Linked DNA regions of Capra hircus: region 2 is linked to region 1. A link is a contact called in public Hi-C data. All regions are on one chromosome and are shown on one strand. Each heading gives the region's core, a stretch centred on a gene start, on an enhancer-like site or on the middle of the called end of the contact. The rest is flanking DNA. Distances are from core to core; before and after follow the strand shown. Region 1 holds the start of TFAP4 (transcription factor AP-4). Region 2 overlaps GLIS2 (zinc finger protein GLIS2).

Region 1 (7,506 bases), core at 1,474-3,973:
CCGAAGAGGGGGCTTGGAACAGAAACAGGTCAAGCAGTAGTCCTAGGGGGCCCAGAGAGGACTCAGTCAAGGCTCACGCTTTGTGGCCAGAGGGTCCTATGTTGCCACACCTGCCTGAGGTCAGGCCCAGGATGTCCGCTCCAGCATCTGGGGCAGCTCAACCCACCTCCTCACTGCCCAGCCCTTCCCTTCCCGGAGCAACCAACAGTTCAGGGTAACAGCAGGGATCAGAGTTCAAGTCCCAGCCCCACCAGTTGCCCTACCTGTTCCTTCCCAAACCTGGGTCCATAAAGCCACTTAATTAACAGAAGAAGACTGTTAACAATTTGATGAGAGAACTCTTGCAAAACGAGACCCTACAACGTATTACAAGCTCCAGAATTGTTTTCTTTTTGTTTTCACTTATTACAGCTAAGCCCTCCAGGTGGACGGACCTTGGGGAAGGGCCAACACTCAGGACTGCTGACTGCCCACCACCTTGAACTTGAGAGTAGTTAAGGCAGGAGCCCTGTGGGGGGAGAGGGGGCGGGAACGATGTATACGTGTGCAGCAACCTCCACCTAGCCTGGTTTCTGCAGCCCGTGGTGTCCACCAGCCTTGGCCACACCGCCTGCGACTCCTCCTCCCTCAGTCCCCGCCTTGACTGCCCGGGGCGGCAGAGCACGTGGCCCCAGCCCTGGGGAGCCATTTCTCTCCGAAAGCGGCACGGGAGGAAAGGAGCCACAGGTCCCAAACTTGGACCCCCAGAGAACAACCCACGCGGTATCGCAGTCCCGCAGAGTGTTCAGTATGCTGATACACAGGCCCTTCTAGCGATCAGAATTCCGGGCGTGTGCATTTTAACAAGCGTCCAGGGCGATTCCCCTGACCCATTCTCTTCCGCAAAGGATAGATCCCGGAGCAACCCGGGCCAAATTTAAGAAGCAGCTCCTGGGGAGGGCTACGGATCTTGGACCACCCACCCACCCAGCCTGCTGGGCAACTGGATGCTTTCGGTTTATGACTGGGGGGAGGGGCGTGAGACGCGAAAGTTTGCAGCCGAGGCCCACGTGCGGCGGGCAGAGATCCGGCGAGGCTAGGGGCGGCCTATGGTGCCCACTCCCCCAAAAGCCCCCCTACCCGGCCTGCCTCGCCCATCCCGCCCGCGGGGGCCGAGCTTTGTGCGGGTAAAGCATGGCCTGGGCGCGCCTACAACTCCCACAATGCCGCACCGACGCGGCGCGGAGAACTACAGCTCCCGCGAGGCGGCGCGCGGAGGTCCGCCTACTCCAAGAGGGCTGCAGAGTCACGTCCAGGCCTCTCTAGTAAACAGCGCCCTGGCGCGGGCGGCAAGCTAGCAGGCGGCCGCCAACGTGCCCGGGTCCGCGGCGCTCCCGGCGGGCCGCGCTGGCCCCCCGGGTCCCGCCCACTCCTGCACCCCCTCTCCAGCACGCCCTCCGACCCCGCTGCAGCCCCGGTCCCAGCAAACACTCACAACCACCCGGCTCCCCGCACCCCCCTCCCCGCGCTCGGAGCCGCGGCGTGGCTGCATTGTAGCCCCTGGCCCCGCGGCCCCACGCGCGACACGGGCCCCCCAGTCCCTCTTGGAGTGGGGGGGCCCAGAGAGAGCGATGAAGGAGGGAGAGGAAGGAAGCCGCCGCGGGAGGGGGAGGAGGAAGCGCGGGGGGGAAGCCACCAGCACCAAGCATGGCCGGGACTGCTGCAGAACCACGTGGGTCTGTTTGCAATTTACAAACGTCGCGACTCGCCCGCCTGCAGCGGACAAAAGTGACCGGGGCCGCTCGGGGCCCCCACGTTCCGAGGGAGGAAGGTCCCCAGACGGCCCAAGCCTGGCGCGCGGGGCTGCAGCCGCCTCGGCGGATAAGAAAGGCGAGAGGGTCCGCGGCGCGGGCCATGCGTGCGCACACGCGCGCCCGCCTGGGCGGACTGGCCGGGGGCTGCAATCGTGGGAAGGGGGTGAGGGGGAGGAGGAGTACACACCTACAGAGCCCTCCTATCACTTCTTTCTCTGTTTTCCTGAAATGTTGCAAAGAGGGCACCTTCTGAGTGGGCACCATGAAATACTCCATAGCGATCGGCCCCCCTCCTCTGCACGAGCCAGGTCCCGCGGTCCGCCGGAGAATGCAAGATGGAAATCCGAATCAAAGGGCAGCGCCGGACGGAGGTGCAGAATCGGCCGGTCCCAGATGCTGGCTGCGGCGGCGGCGAGGGGAGGGAGGCGGGCGGGAGGGGCGGGAGGGAGGTCTCTCCGGCCTGCCTCCCCGGGCGTGTGTGTGTGTGTGTGTGTGTGTGTGTGTGTGTGTGTGTGTGTGTCTGTGTGTGTGTGTGTTTGCAGCTGATCAGATGTCTGTTTCAAGGCGGGAAACAGCTGGTGAAAACTCAGCACTCCCCCGGCCTCCTTCCGCGGAGTAAGGAATTGCATGTAAACAAAGGACTATTTGCAGCGCCCCCCGGGCGGCGCGAGGCCGGGGCGAGAGGGGCGCGGGACCCCGGGGGTGGGTGGTGGCCCCGGTCTGCGGGCCACCCCCCACCCCAGCTCCGGGTGCGGGGGCCGCGGGCGGCCTTGGGGGCGCGGCTTGAATGGAGCGAGCTGCGGCCGAGCTACATGCGCCACTATGGGTGATGAGGTCCATCAGCTGACAGGTTGGCAAGGGTAGCCAAAAAAAAAAAGAAACGGCCAGCCACAGCGAGGGAGCCCAGCTTGTGCGCCCGGGGTCCGACGGGGACGGCCCGGTACAGGGTCTGCGCCCTCGAAGACCCTCGAGGGGCGGGAGCGCGCTGCTGGGCCCGGCGAAGGCGAAGGCGGCCTGGGGTGCTGCTCGGGGCTTTTTTTTTTTTTTTTTTTTTTTTTTTTACGGTTGCAACTGCTGGGAGAGGAGCCGCTCTGGCGCGCTCCCTCCAAGCCCAGGGCCCCCTGGAAACTTGCGTCACAGCCACCGCTTCCCACATATAACTTGGGGCCGACTTCAGAGGCCAAGCGGCCCCCTCCCTCACTCCCTCCCTGCCCAGCTGCCCGCCGCTGGCCGGTCGGCCTGGGCTCCGGAACCTGGGAATCCCGGAGCCGGGGAGGGGAGGGCAAAGCTGGGGGCGGCGCGCCGGGCGCCTCAGATCCTGGGGCTGCCTTAGGCAGCAGGGGCCCGGGCGGGGAGGGAAGGGTGGAGGCGGGCCAGGACAGCAGCAGCCCCGGAGGCCGGCTGCCGGCGCGGCCCGAAGGTCCGGTGGCTGCTGCGGGTCGCCTCCTGTCCCCTTCTCTTTAGCCCTCCGCTGGGAGGCTGGACAGCGAGAGGCCCGCCGAAGCTTGGCCTGGGCAAGCGGAAGACTGCAGCTGCCCATTCGTGGCGAAGCTAGGGCGAGACTTGCTCCCCCGGCAGGGTGCGCTCTCTACCAAGGGTGAAGGCCTGGGACGGAGGAGGAAAGGACTCCTGGCCGGCGAGCTTCCGTCCCCTCCTTCCCGCGTCCCCTCCCCCGGCTCCTAGAGGTTGGCCCCTGGTTCAGGAAGACCACGCCTGCCTTGGAATGTCCTTTCCCCTGCCCACCGCCTTTCCCAATCCCATCCGCCTTCCAGGTTCCCGCCCAGATCGCGCCTCCTGATTGAAACCCTCTTAATAACAAGGATTACTGTTATTATTAGGAAATGTTATTGTTTTTAGATATTTGGAGCCCCTTGTAGAGGCCTGGCAGTTTTACCTGAATGCTTTGCAATCCTTCAAGACAGCTGTTGGGTAATATCTGGGGTCCCTGGGAGGCTTCACTGCGGGAGCAGGAAGGATGACATGGGGGGGGCAGTAGAGGATACAGGGCCACTTAACTGTGTACACTAAGCAGCGTCCACAGTGCCTGGAGAATGAATGGAGAGCTGGGGGAAGTGCGTCCACCCCTTGCTCTGTCTTCTTCAAAAATCCCTTGACCCAGCCGGAGCCTGCTTCCCTGGGCACACTGTCACTCCAGCTGGCCTCCCCATTTCTGCCAAAGGGACCTTCTTTCCTAGGGCCCTGTCTTGTCTCCGATTCACAAAACCACACCCCCTGGCACAAACCCAGACCCCTGGCTCAGCTGCCCCAACACCTGAAATACCACTGCTCCCACCACCCACCCAGCTCTTTCCCGTCACCTGCTTCATGGCAGTAGCATGAGAAGTCCCCAGACTCTGGGCTGGTTTTTTTCTTTTTGGGTGTGTTGGGTCTTGGTCGCAGCCAGTGGACTTCTCTAGTTGTGGTACCTCGTCTTAGTTGCCTGACCAAGGGTCAAACCTGTGTCCCTTGCATTGAAAGGCAAATTCTTTACCACTGGACCACCAAAGAAGTTCCTCCAGGCTATTTTTGATTCCCAGGAGGCTCTGTAGACCCCCTTCGTCTGACCCTTTCTTACTTCCTTCCTGGACTCCTATATTCGGGCCACTGTGCCCTCTAGAGTTCTCAGAGGCTGTTCCGCAAAATCACTTTGATCCTTGGACCTTCCCCCACCCCTTCTGACTCTAAATTAGGCATCAGCAAACTTTCTTTAAAGGGAATGTAAAAGTTATTTGCACGTGGAATCTAAAATATGACACAAATGACCATATCTAAGAAACAGAAACAGACAGAGAGAACAGACTGACGGTTGCCAAAGAGGGAGGAGCAATGGAGTGGGGGTTTGGGATTAACAGATGAAAACTATTATATATAGGATGGATAAACAACAAGGTTCTAGTGTATAGCACAGTATTCAATATCCTGTGATAAACCATAATGGGAAAGAATATAAATATATATAATATATATATTAAAAACTCAATTACTTCACTGTACAGCAAAAATTAATACAACATTGTAAATCAACTACACTTCAACAAAAAATTTTTTTTTAATATTTGTATTAGCTTCCTATTGCTACTATAACAAATTACCACAAACTTAGTGACTCAAAACAGCACAAGGGAATTACCTGCTGGTCCAGTGGTTAGGAATCTGCACTTTCACAGCCATGGCCCAAGTTCAATCCCGGGTTCCTGGTCAGGGGAACTGAGATCCCACAAGCTGCATGGTGCAGCCAATTTAAAAATATATGTATTTATATATACTTTCTGGAGGTCAGACATCCAAATGGGTTGTATTTGGCTAAAACCAAGGTGTCAGCAGGACTGCATTCCTTCTGAAGGCTCTAGGGTAGGAAGGGGAATCCACTTCCTTACCTTTTCCAGCTCCTAGTGGTTGCCTGCCCCTTCCTGGCTCCCAGCCCCTTCTATTTTCAGAATGCATCACTCCAACTTCTTCAGTCATCACATCTCCTTATGCGACTCTGACTGCCCCCCCCCACCACTCCCTTATTAATGACCTTGGGCCCAAGCAGATAGTCAAGAATAATTTCCCCATTTTAAGATCCTTAACTTACTTATATCTTCAAAGTCCCTTTTGCCATAGAAGGTAACTTATTCACAGGTTCTACAGATTAGGACATGAACATCTTGGGGAGGTCATTTTTCGGTCCACCGTACAATCTCAGTTCATACAAAAGCTGGCAGGGGTTACAGTATGCTCCATCAATTTCACTCCTAGGTACACATCCCCCAAAAAATGAAACCAGGGACTCACACATGATCATATACCAGTATTCACAGAAGCATTATTCACAACAGCCAAAAGGTGAAAACCATCAATGGATCAATGGATAAACAAACTCTGATCTATTCAAACAACTGCATATTATTCAGCCTTAAAAATGAATGAAGTTCTGATATTTGCTACAGCCTGGCTGAACCTTGAAAACACAATGCTAAGTGAAAGTCAGATACAAAAAGTCACACATCAAATGACTCCACTTCTATGAATGATCTACAATAGGCAAACGCATTGCGACAGAAAGTAGATTAGAGGTTACCAAGGGCGGGGGAGGGGGAGGGGAGATGGGGAATTATTGCTTAATAAGGAGTATGGAGTTTCTGTTTCGGGTGATGGAAACTTTTGGAAATAGTGGTGGTGTTTGCGCAACATCATAAATGTAATTAATGGGACTGAATCGTGCAGTTTAAAACAGCAAAGTTGTTCATTCAGGTGAACACACAAAAATTTTAAAATGGTAAATTTTATGCTATATGTATTTTACCACAGTTTTTTAAAAAGTTAACAAAAAAAATAAAAAAGGTCAGTGGTCTGGATTTGACTTGTGGGCTATAGTTTGCCTGACTCCATAGGTGAAGGGAGGGGGCTTGCCGCAAGCCCCTTGTCTTCTCTCTTTGCTCCTCCAGTTTAGGTTTCACAGCCCAGCAATCTAATCATCTTGCATGCATGCTCCCTTCTGAGTCCAGCCCTCCACCTGTCCTGCCCCTGCCCCCACCCCTGGATCTGAACAGCGCTGGGAAAAGGAAATCCCACCATCTTACTTTTAAATGCTGGACCAAGATCTTCAAGTGACTCCTTTGTGTGGCTGGCCGTCCCCTCCTATGGCCCTGCTCCCTCCTCCCTCCCTTCCCAAGGCTCCTCTGCCTCCCCTCTGGTACCTGAAATCTGCTATCCAGCCAGCACCTAGATGTGAGTCCATGTTCTGTCAGTGCCTGGAGAACCCCTCCACGTGTATTCTTCAAAGATGTCTCTCCAGCAACTGTCCCCCACTCCTGCATCCTTCCCTCCTGCTCGCTACTGGCTCATTCCCACGTGGAAAACAAGCCATCTTTATTCCCATTTAAAAATGGCAGAGTCCCTGGTGGTCCAGTGGTTAAGACTCCGTGTTTCACTGCCGTGGGGCTGGGTTCAGTCCCTGATCAGGGAACTAAGATCCCATCAGCACCGCAGCTCAGCCAAAAAGAAAATCAGACAATCACACATTCCCTTCCCAAGCTACACTCTTGACTGCAAAACTCCCTGAAGTGGCTGTCTATGCTCACTTTCTCATCCTGCTCACTCCATCCGGAGCCAGAACTCCATGAAAACTGCTCTCACTGGTGACTCCAAGGAGCTCTGTTTCATGTCTTCACTGTATCCGACTTTTTTTTTTTCACTTGCCCTGTTCAGGGATCGAACCCCGGGCCCCCTGCAATGGAAGCAAGGAATCCTAACCATTGAACCACCAGGGAAGTCCCTAAATGACCTTCTTGAAGTTCTTTTCTGCTTGGCATCTGAGATATCCCGGGGCCATAGTCTTTAGACCTCATCTCTTGTCTACACATACTCCCCACTCTTTGGACCACAGAGTTTCCAGAAAGGACTCGAGGCCATGCAGTGTGATTCAGAATCCAGGAGGTTCTACCCCAACCCCAGCTCCTGGTGACCGCAGTCAAGTTCCTTAACCTAAATCAGCTTCCTGGTCTGTAAAACAGAGGCTATATAGTACCTAGCTTGCAGGCTGACTCTCACAAGAAGTCACCGGCACACCTGGCTTGTCATAGCATTAATAAGTGGTATTTCCTGGTATCACTGGGTTGACATGGGTGACAGCAGCCAGAGGTAGCTTAGCTGGCCTGGGAGAACCGGGGAGGGACAGAGGAGGGGCCCAGCTTTCCCCTTCCCCTGCTCAAACTTGTCACGGTGATGA
Region 2 (7,506 bases), core at 1,316-3,815, 48 kb after region 1:
CGGCCGCCAGCAGCCCAGAGGCGCTGGCCCCCGGCTGGGTGGTCATCCCACCGGGCTCCGTGCTGCTCAAACCAGCCGTGGTGAACTGAACCCACTCGGTGGACACTGACCACCTGCAGCCCAGTCGGCAGCTCCCAGCCCTGCCTGCCTGCCTGCCCCTGACGACGAACAGAAACTCTTCTGCGAAATAGCAATAATGTCCTCCTGCCCTGGGGGCGACCCTGGGCAGCAAGGATGGTGCTAGAAGGGCATGGTGGGCACCCAGGCTCCTGAGGAGGGGAAACAAGTCTGCCAGCCAGTGGAGAGCCGTGCCCCTGAGAGCTGAGGCCTGGCTCACTTCCGGCCCACGCCTGCCCGCCCCCCACCCACTCTGGTTGTCTCCCTCATCCCGTGGCCAGCTGGGCAGGTCACCCTCTCTCCCTTGCCCACTTGCCAGCCTTGACCCAGCAGTGGGGGTGGGGCTGGGGGTGGCTTCGGCCCTCCCCGCTGGCACCAGACTCCCTCCCACCCCCTTCAGTGGTGAGCTGGGAGGAGCCCCCTGGGATCAAGGTCCCACCCCATCCTGCTTACTCACTGGGCCCCTGCTCTGGAGGCTCCTGACCCCTCTCCCTCTGGTCCACCCTCCAGAGGGAGAGCAAGACAGACGCAGGCCGCGGCTAAGCCACAGCAAGAAGCCACCTCCTCCCGTGACAAGGTGCCTCCCGGCTGAGGGAGGGAGGCCCGCTTGACCAGCTGCCCCCACTGCGTGCCGTCTGCAGTGGCCAACACGCTGCCCGAGGCGAGGGTCCCTGCTCTGGGCTGGCTGGCCGCTCGTCTGCCCCTGCATCCCTCTGCTTTCAGGGAGCCCTGAGTCGGGAGAGGTGCCCAGCTCAGGGAACAGGCGGGGCTGGGCCTGGCCTGGGACCCTGCACCCGGGGATGGGGGAGGCTGGCTAGGGACAACCCCAGGCCAAGACACGGCTTCTGTTCTGGGGGCGTCAAGGCAGAGCCGGTGCAGAGGAGGGGGCTCCAGGCCGGTGCTGGGCATGGGAGCGTCCTAGTGGCTACGGACAGATGATGAAGGACCTGGGCTTGACAAGGGATGAGGGGCAGTGAGGCAGCCACGGAGGCTGTGGGGGCAGGGGAAGCCAGAGGGGAGAGCTGGCCCTGTGGCCTGCTTCCTTTGGCTTCTCTGAACTAAGCCCCTGCCCTCCAGGGACCAGGGGAGCCCAGGGCATGGGGCCTCCACGTGCCCCTGTAGCCCACGCTGCTCCCCAGCCCAGGGGCCAGGCTCTGCCCACCAGGCCCTGACGGGGCAGCAGCTTGTCTTGTGCCCCACCCTGGGCCCTCGTGCTTCCTCCCGTCGGGGGCCCAGCTTCAGTCTAGGGGGTCCTGGCCTTGGCCCTGCCCTAGGCTGCACTCTCCACGTCCCAGCTGCAGGACGGGGGAGCTGTGGGGCCGCAGGGGGACCCTTGGGCCCCTGCAGCTCTGAGGTCTCCCTGCTGCTTCTCTGCTCACCCGCCCTTTCCTGGACCGCCCTTCTATCCCAGAGGGGTCACCCTGACCCAGCCCGCTGACAGGCCCGCAGCGCTGGCTCTGCCCCTTGAAGGGGCCACAAGCAGAGCAGGAGGGAGCTGGTCTCCTTCCCTCGCGCCCCACCCCGGACCCAGGCCCCTCACCCCAAGAAGGGCCCCAGGCCTTAAGTCCCCTTTGGGGCGAGGGGTTGGACTCAAGCCCCAGGAGCAGAGGAACAGGGCATAGGAAGGCGACATTAGCTCAGCATGTGACTCGGTGATAGACCAGGCCCGAGGAGGCCGGTGTACGTGTCGTTGTTGTCGGTCTGTTGCACATTCCAGGATATCAGTATTCTAACAGGTTCTAAGTGCCTTTCTATCGTAGCTTGTTTTTCCTCCTCTTGGCTCCATTGCTGTTAGCATAGAGTTTAAAAAAAGAAAAGAGAGATAAGCTAATGACTATAACAATATATTCCTCCATGTGAGAGGAAGTTTATAAAGAAATGAAATAAAAGTGAGTTACAAACATGCTTTGTCTTAGATGTGCCAGGAGCTGGGCCTCGCACGGGAGACCACCTCCGGCTGCCCATGCCTGGCTCTGGGGTCCCCCACCCAGGCCAAGGCCCTGTTCCGGGGTTTCCTTCCAACCCTGTGGGTGCCACAAGCCCTCTGTCTGCTGCTGGGAGCTGGATGGGACAGGCGGTGCTGAGATGGAAGGTTCTGGAACACGTCGTGGGTTCAGCCGCACCCGCCACGAGCATCTTGCCTCTGGGAGGTGCCGGGCTCCCTGGCCTCCTCGGGGCCATCAGGCTGGCAAAGGCTCCTCTTCCTCAGCTGTATCCTGGAGCTGACTCCCCAGATTACTGAGGGGCTACCGCCCAACCCAGCTCAGGAAAGGGAGGCCTGCGGCAGAGCTGGGGCCCTGTCCACAGCGGGGCAAGTAGGGCCAACCTGAGGGCGGCGGGGAGTGGCCCATCCGTCTGATGCGTGACGGCGCGACCACCGGTTGCCTGCCCTGGCCCCGCCAAGTGTCAGAGGCCAGACCATGGGCGGGCGAACACCACCGCCTCTCTTCCCTGCACAGCCCCACAGCTGGCAGGAAGAGAGGCCTGCCTCTGGAATCTGGACATGCATACTCAAGAAATGCGGAAAAGACATTTATTACTGAGCTATAAATTAGAGGCGGACGGGTGGGCGGGAGGAACCAAGCGGTCACGTTTTAGGTGGCTGCTGTTTCTCCCTGTCCTCCTGGGCCTGGATTCTGAGTTCCTCCTCAAGACGCTCCTTCGCTCGGACCACCTGGGGAGGGGGTCACAAACAGTTAGGCTGGGCACCCTCTCCCTCCCCAGGTCCTGCTCTGGCTTCCTGGAGGGCCGTGGGCAGGTCAGGGAGCTGGTTCCAGCACCCCGCCAGCTAGCAGTCCTGGCTCTTCCAGGCCATGGCTGCTGGGGGGCCACCATCCAGGGTGACACAGGGCCCAGGTCGACACAGCCCCACTGGCAACCCTGAGGGACAGGCCGTTCAGGGGGCCCCCTGAGCCCTGGGCACCCTTCTCCTGCCAAGCTCTGAACCGCCCAGAAGCGAGGGACGCCCCAGCCCGCCCTCCCCTCGTGCTCACCTTTGACTGCAGGTAGAAGGAGCCACCCACGGATTTATCGTTCACCTTGAATAGGTGTTCGTAGTTCTGCAGAGGAGGGGAGACGGTGAGTCCCTGGTTACAGAAGCGGGGGAAGCTAGGAGATGACAAAGAAGGAAAGCGAAAGGGCTCGCCCCTCAGTGCGTTCCAACGCTGGGAGCCGCTAAGGGGTGGAGAAGCGGACAGGCGCCCATGAGACAAGGCCTGTGCCTCCGCCTCTGCGGCCTGCACAGCAACAAACGATGGTGGCCTCCTCGAGTCCCAGCCGGCCGCGCTCAGGGCCCCCACTCCTGCCTCCTTCCCTCCCCTCATCAGCTGGCAGCCTGCCACCTTCTCCCCACGTGTGGTCGGCTTATCTCCAAGCCGGCTGGGGATGCCTTACCTTCTGGATCTCCTCGGGGCTCAGCTTGGAGACATTGAGAATCTGCTGTGCCTCCTGGAGGCTGAGGCCCGAGAGGTTGGAGGCGGCTGCAGACTGGTGTCCGGCACGTCCCCGGGCGTCTGCCGCTGCTCGGCTGGCTGTGTGAATATGCGGTTGAGCGCCCGACCCTGGGCTTTCCCAGGGAGCAGCTCATCCCCACCAGGGGGTGCGGGAGGAGATGGGCAGGGCCAGGGGGCATCTCCTCCAGGGATGGATTTTGGGGGGTCAGGGGTGGGTAGGCAAGTGAGGACAGGTTTTCCCCACCAGAGGACGGGGCAGGGGCTGGTCAAACCTGGCATCAGGTCTCCGGCCCAGACCAGGAGATGACCCTGTCCCTCGTCCTCCCCACCCTCTCACCCCGGGCATGCGACAAGTCGGGGAGCTTAGGCTGCTAGGGTAGCAGAGTGAGGCTGCGGGCAGGTGTGGCAGCCCTGATGAGAGCCGGCTGCCCTGTGGTCACCGAGGCCACTGAAGCAGGCCGCCTTGGGTGACCTCTTGATTTAGGAGCCAGTACACTTTTCCTTAAAGGGTCAGAGAATATATTTTAGATTCTGCAGGTCAATTAGTCTGTGTTGCAGTTACTGGACTCTGGCTGGCTGTTCCAATAAAACTTTATTTGCAAAAACAGGCAGGCAGGCAGGCCAGTGTGCCCACTCCTGGCCGGATGCTGGCGTCAATCAGGTCTCCCTTCTCTGGGAATGTCCCAAGATCAAGCACTGCCCCCTACAGGAAGTGTCCCAGGCCACCCAAGCTGCCAGAACCCAGCCCACAAGGGGTCCCTGCATTAACAGGTGGCCCAGCGTGAGGGAGAGGCCCACAACTTCAGGGAAAATCTCACCCAAGCAGGATTTCCCAGCCCAGGGAGACAGGAACCCAAGCTTACCTGCAAACTCCTGCCGCAGGGCCCGGGCAAAGGCCCTGCCCACCACCTGAGCACCCATCACAATGATCTGGGCCAGGTACTTGGCCTGTGGGCAAAGAAGGCACCTGTTAGTGGCTGCATTCTCAGGGCCCCGGAGATGAGCCCTGGAGGTGCTGGCCGAGTGGCAAGGCTGCTGGAAGGCTGAGGCAAGGGACCCCAGCGCGGCAGCCACAGGCCACTTCCTCCCGGCACCTGATACAAGCTTCTGCTCTGGGAGGCATTGGAGGCTCACAGGAGAGCAGTCTTGAGTTTTGGGGGGCAGGTACCCGAAAGAGTCCTCCAGAGGGAGATGGGACTCTCTCTCAGCCTTCGGACAAAGCGGACAGGAGCCAAGGCAACGTGGCCTGGGAGCCAGAACTCGGGGTCGGTCCCGGACTCACCGCCAGTTCTGCATCTGAGCTTGGCGGGTCCAGCCTTCATCTGTTGGTGGTGAGATGCGGGGCCATTCTGATTCTCCTCACATTATTCAAGTCCATTCCATTCGACACAACAAGAGAGCAAAATGCCCTCCACCCTCGGCCCCCGTTCCTCCACTGGCTCACTGCTTCACTCAAACCCCGCCTGAGAGTCAGTGCCAGGGCGTTAGACACACAGGACCCAGCCCTGAGGGAATCCCCACTGCCATGCAGAGTGGGAGGCTTCCACTCAGACCACGTGGTCCAGTGCCCCACGGAGGCGAGTGGGGCATCAAGCAGGACCAGAGGTGGGCACGGTCGATGGAGGGAGGGGAACCCTCAGGAAGGATGTGGGGACTCTGGGGGGTGGGGCACTCCTCCCGGGCAAGCAGGATCATGATGGTAACACGGGGGCTTTTTCAGGCAGAGGGACCAGGGGAAGCCCAGACTAGGAGAGTGTGGGGGACGCCTGGGAGCAGCCAAGAGCCTGGGGGACTTGTGAGGCAAGACGAGTAGTGTGGCTGAGACGCGAAACACAGACCTTACTATGACTAGGGATAACAGACAGCGCATGCGTGTGAAATGGTACACAGGTGCGCATGAAGGATACCGGCGAGTGCTCACTGCGGGTCACCACGGATCACGTGGCGCCTCCAAGTGTTGGTGTCCAACAAGAATTTAGCCAGGGTGTCGAGCCCTGTGATGGACACATTCTATCTATTGTGCCATCTGATCCTGACAGCTCGAGACAGGGAAACACAGAGAAGTTTAGTGACCAACCTGAGGACACACCACTGGCACCCAGGAGAAAGATGGGCAGAAAACCCACAGCCCGTGCTCTCAGCTGTGGTGTCCCCAGGCTGCCCACCTCACGTAGGGTCGGCAGGGAGGGCGACTGAACAACAGAAGGGCAGGACCCAACTCAGAGGCCGAAGATGGGCTTGTCAGATCCCAGTGGAACCCGGACTCCGGAACTGGCCTTGCTGGGCCCCCCTGATGGGCGAGGTGGGTGTGGTTCCAGGCCAAAGGAGAAGTCAGTTTGGATTTCACAAGCCCCATATTTCACACCAGAAGGCAAAGCTCTGTGAGAACTCGCCAGGGGTCAGAGGAGGGGCAAGGCTGCAGGTGCTGAGGTGAAAAGGCCCAGGAGGATGCGCTTCCGGTGGGAGAGTCTCACCTGGCTTCCCCCCACCCCGGCTTGCCTGAAGCCTCTCCCACGTGGGGCAGGAGGCTCTGAGATGGACAGCTAGTCCTGCCTGAGGGACAGAGAGGCTGACAGGCCTGCCAGTGGTTCCGAGGATTCCCTTGGCCAGGAATTCCCGCCAGGCCTCGGACCTCCCCTCCTGCTGCCACACTTGAGAGCCTGCATCACCACACGTCTGCACTGCCCTCCCTGTCCGGGGAACAACACAGCCCAATGTGGGACCAGAGCCCTGCAGCTGGCAAAGGACCGCAGGTGGCGTGGGGGGCTGGGGAGCACTCGGGAATGTGCTTTGTCCCATGTCAAGTGCATCAAGAAGGGAACCTGGACCCGGACAGACTCACGTGCAAAGCTCCCTTCACGGCACAGTTCCTTGGGCTGGTGAGCCGAGCCAGCATGGACCCACCCTCTTATCAAGGACACACGGGGATAGAAAGGAGGCTGTCTTTGCCCAGGGCGCCTGCAAACAGCTGCGCACATCACAACCACGCAGGAAGAGGTCAGGACCCGGACTGTCACATCTGCCAGGGCACATCCAGGGTATGGGCTGTGGCGGGCACCAGTGGGTGCCCAGTACATATTTGAATGAATGCGACACTTGACAGGGCTTCCCAATGCCTTCCACTCCCTCTGCTGAAGGAGGGCTCTGGCCTTCCCACAACACACACACACACACAATCCCCCATTTCTGTTGCCGCTGCAGCCAATACAGCCCACCCCCCAGCTCTGTCTGGTTACAAAGAACGGTTCTGGTTTTATCTTCCCTCACCACTCTCCACCGCACGCACTACAGACAGACCCTTTACTCCCTGACTCCAGGGTCAGTTCCCCTACTTTTTTACTCCATAGTTTCTGTAGCTCTGAATTCACACATCTCGGGTCACTCTTCTCAAATAGGATCTTCACTGAGCTGCACATAGCGTTTTCATTACCCCACCCCCAACAAACGCCATACCTACTAACCCACTGAATACCCTCCTTCCTATGCCAATATCGTCAAACCTCAGCATCCTTTGAGATTTGGCTTGGACACAGCTGGCACCATGCTTCCAATGCAGGGGGTTACAGATTCAATCCCTGGTCAGGGAACTGAGATCCCACGTGCCACCACCAAAAATAAAGACAAAGCTCACATCACCCCCATTTCCTGGAGTGAAACCTTCCCAGGCTCCCCCCATTTCTACCAACCCATTCTGCACTGTCTTTCTTTTCCCATCAATATATTGTCCTATTTTATGGATTCGTTGCCTTTCTCCTTTAAGGTACAAACTCCTTGGGGGCCACCTTTCACTCGGTCCCTCAAGGCTGACTGAGTCCCATGCAGGAACATCTGTGAGGGACCCAGTTTGGGGGGGGGGTAGTGGGGAGTGGTCCTCAGAAAATGAGAGTGACTATTACAAGGCAAGGACAACCACTATGTGTGTAGCATCAGCTAAAAC

What was found. A called contact is a pair of places that touch in the nucleus more often than the background predicts.
Region 2: a contact with region 1 is called in a Hi-C map of blood, with 2.1 times the contacts expected there. The contact joins the enhancer-like site here to the promoter of TFAP4 in region 1. A contact is called at or near these places in 3 of 5 Hi-C or Micro-C datasets (all in blood).

Annotation. Positions count from the first base shown.
Region 1 is chr25:3,368,597-3,376,102 of ARS1.2, forward strand. TFAP4 (transcription factor AP-4) reads right to left here and starts at 2,724. Exons shown (of 7, transcript XM_018041003.1): 1 at 2,040-2,724. The coding sequence starts at 2,422.
Region 2 is chr25:3,417,011-3,424,516 of ARS1.2, forward strand. GLIS2 (zinc finger protein GLIS2) reads left to right here. Exons shown (of 7, transcript XM_018040494.1): 7 at 1-2,018. The coding sequence ends at 89. PAM16 (mitochondrial import inner membrane translocase subunit TIM16) reads right to left here. Exons shown (of 5, transcript XM_018040495.1): 2 at 4,433-4,517; 3 at 3,511-3,647; 4 at 3,111-3,176; 5 at 2,637-2,791. The coding sequence ends at 2,705. Among named protein-coding and RNA genes, the nearest start is that of PAM16, 4.6 kb to the right of the region's middle. Within about 2 kb of position 2,566, at least 1 of the 5 cell types and tissues checked has an H3K27ac peak or open chromatin away from gene starts, as enhancers often do.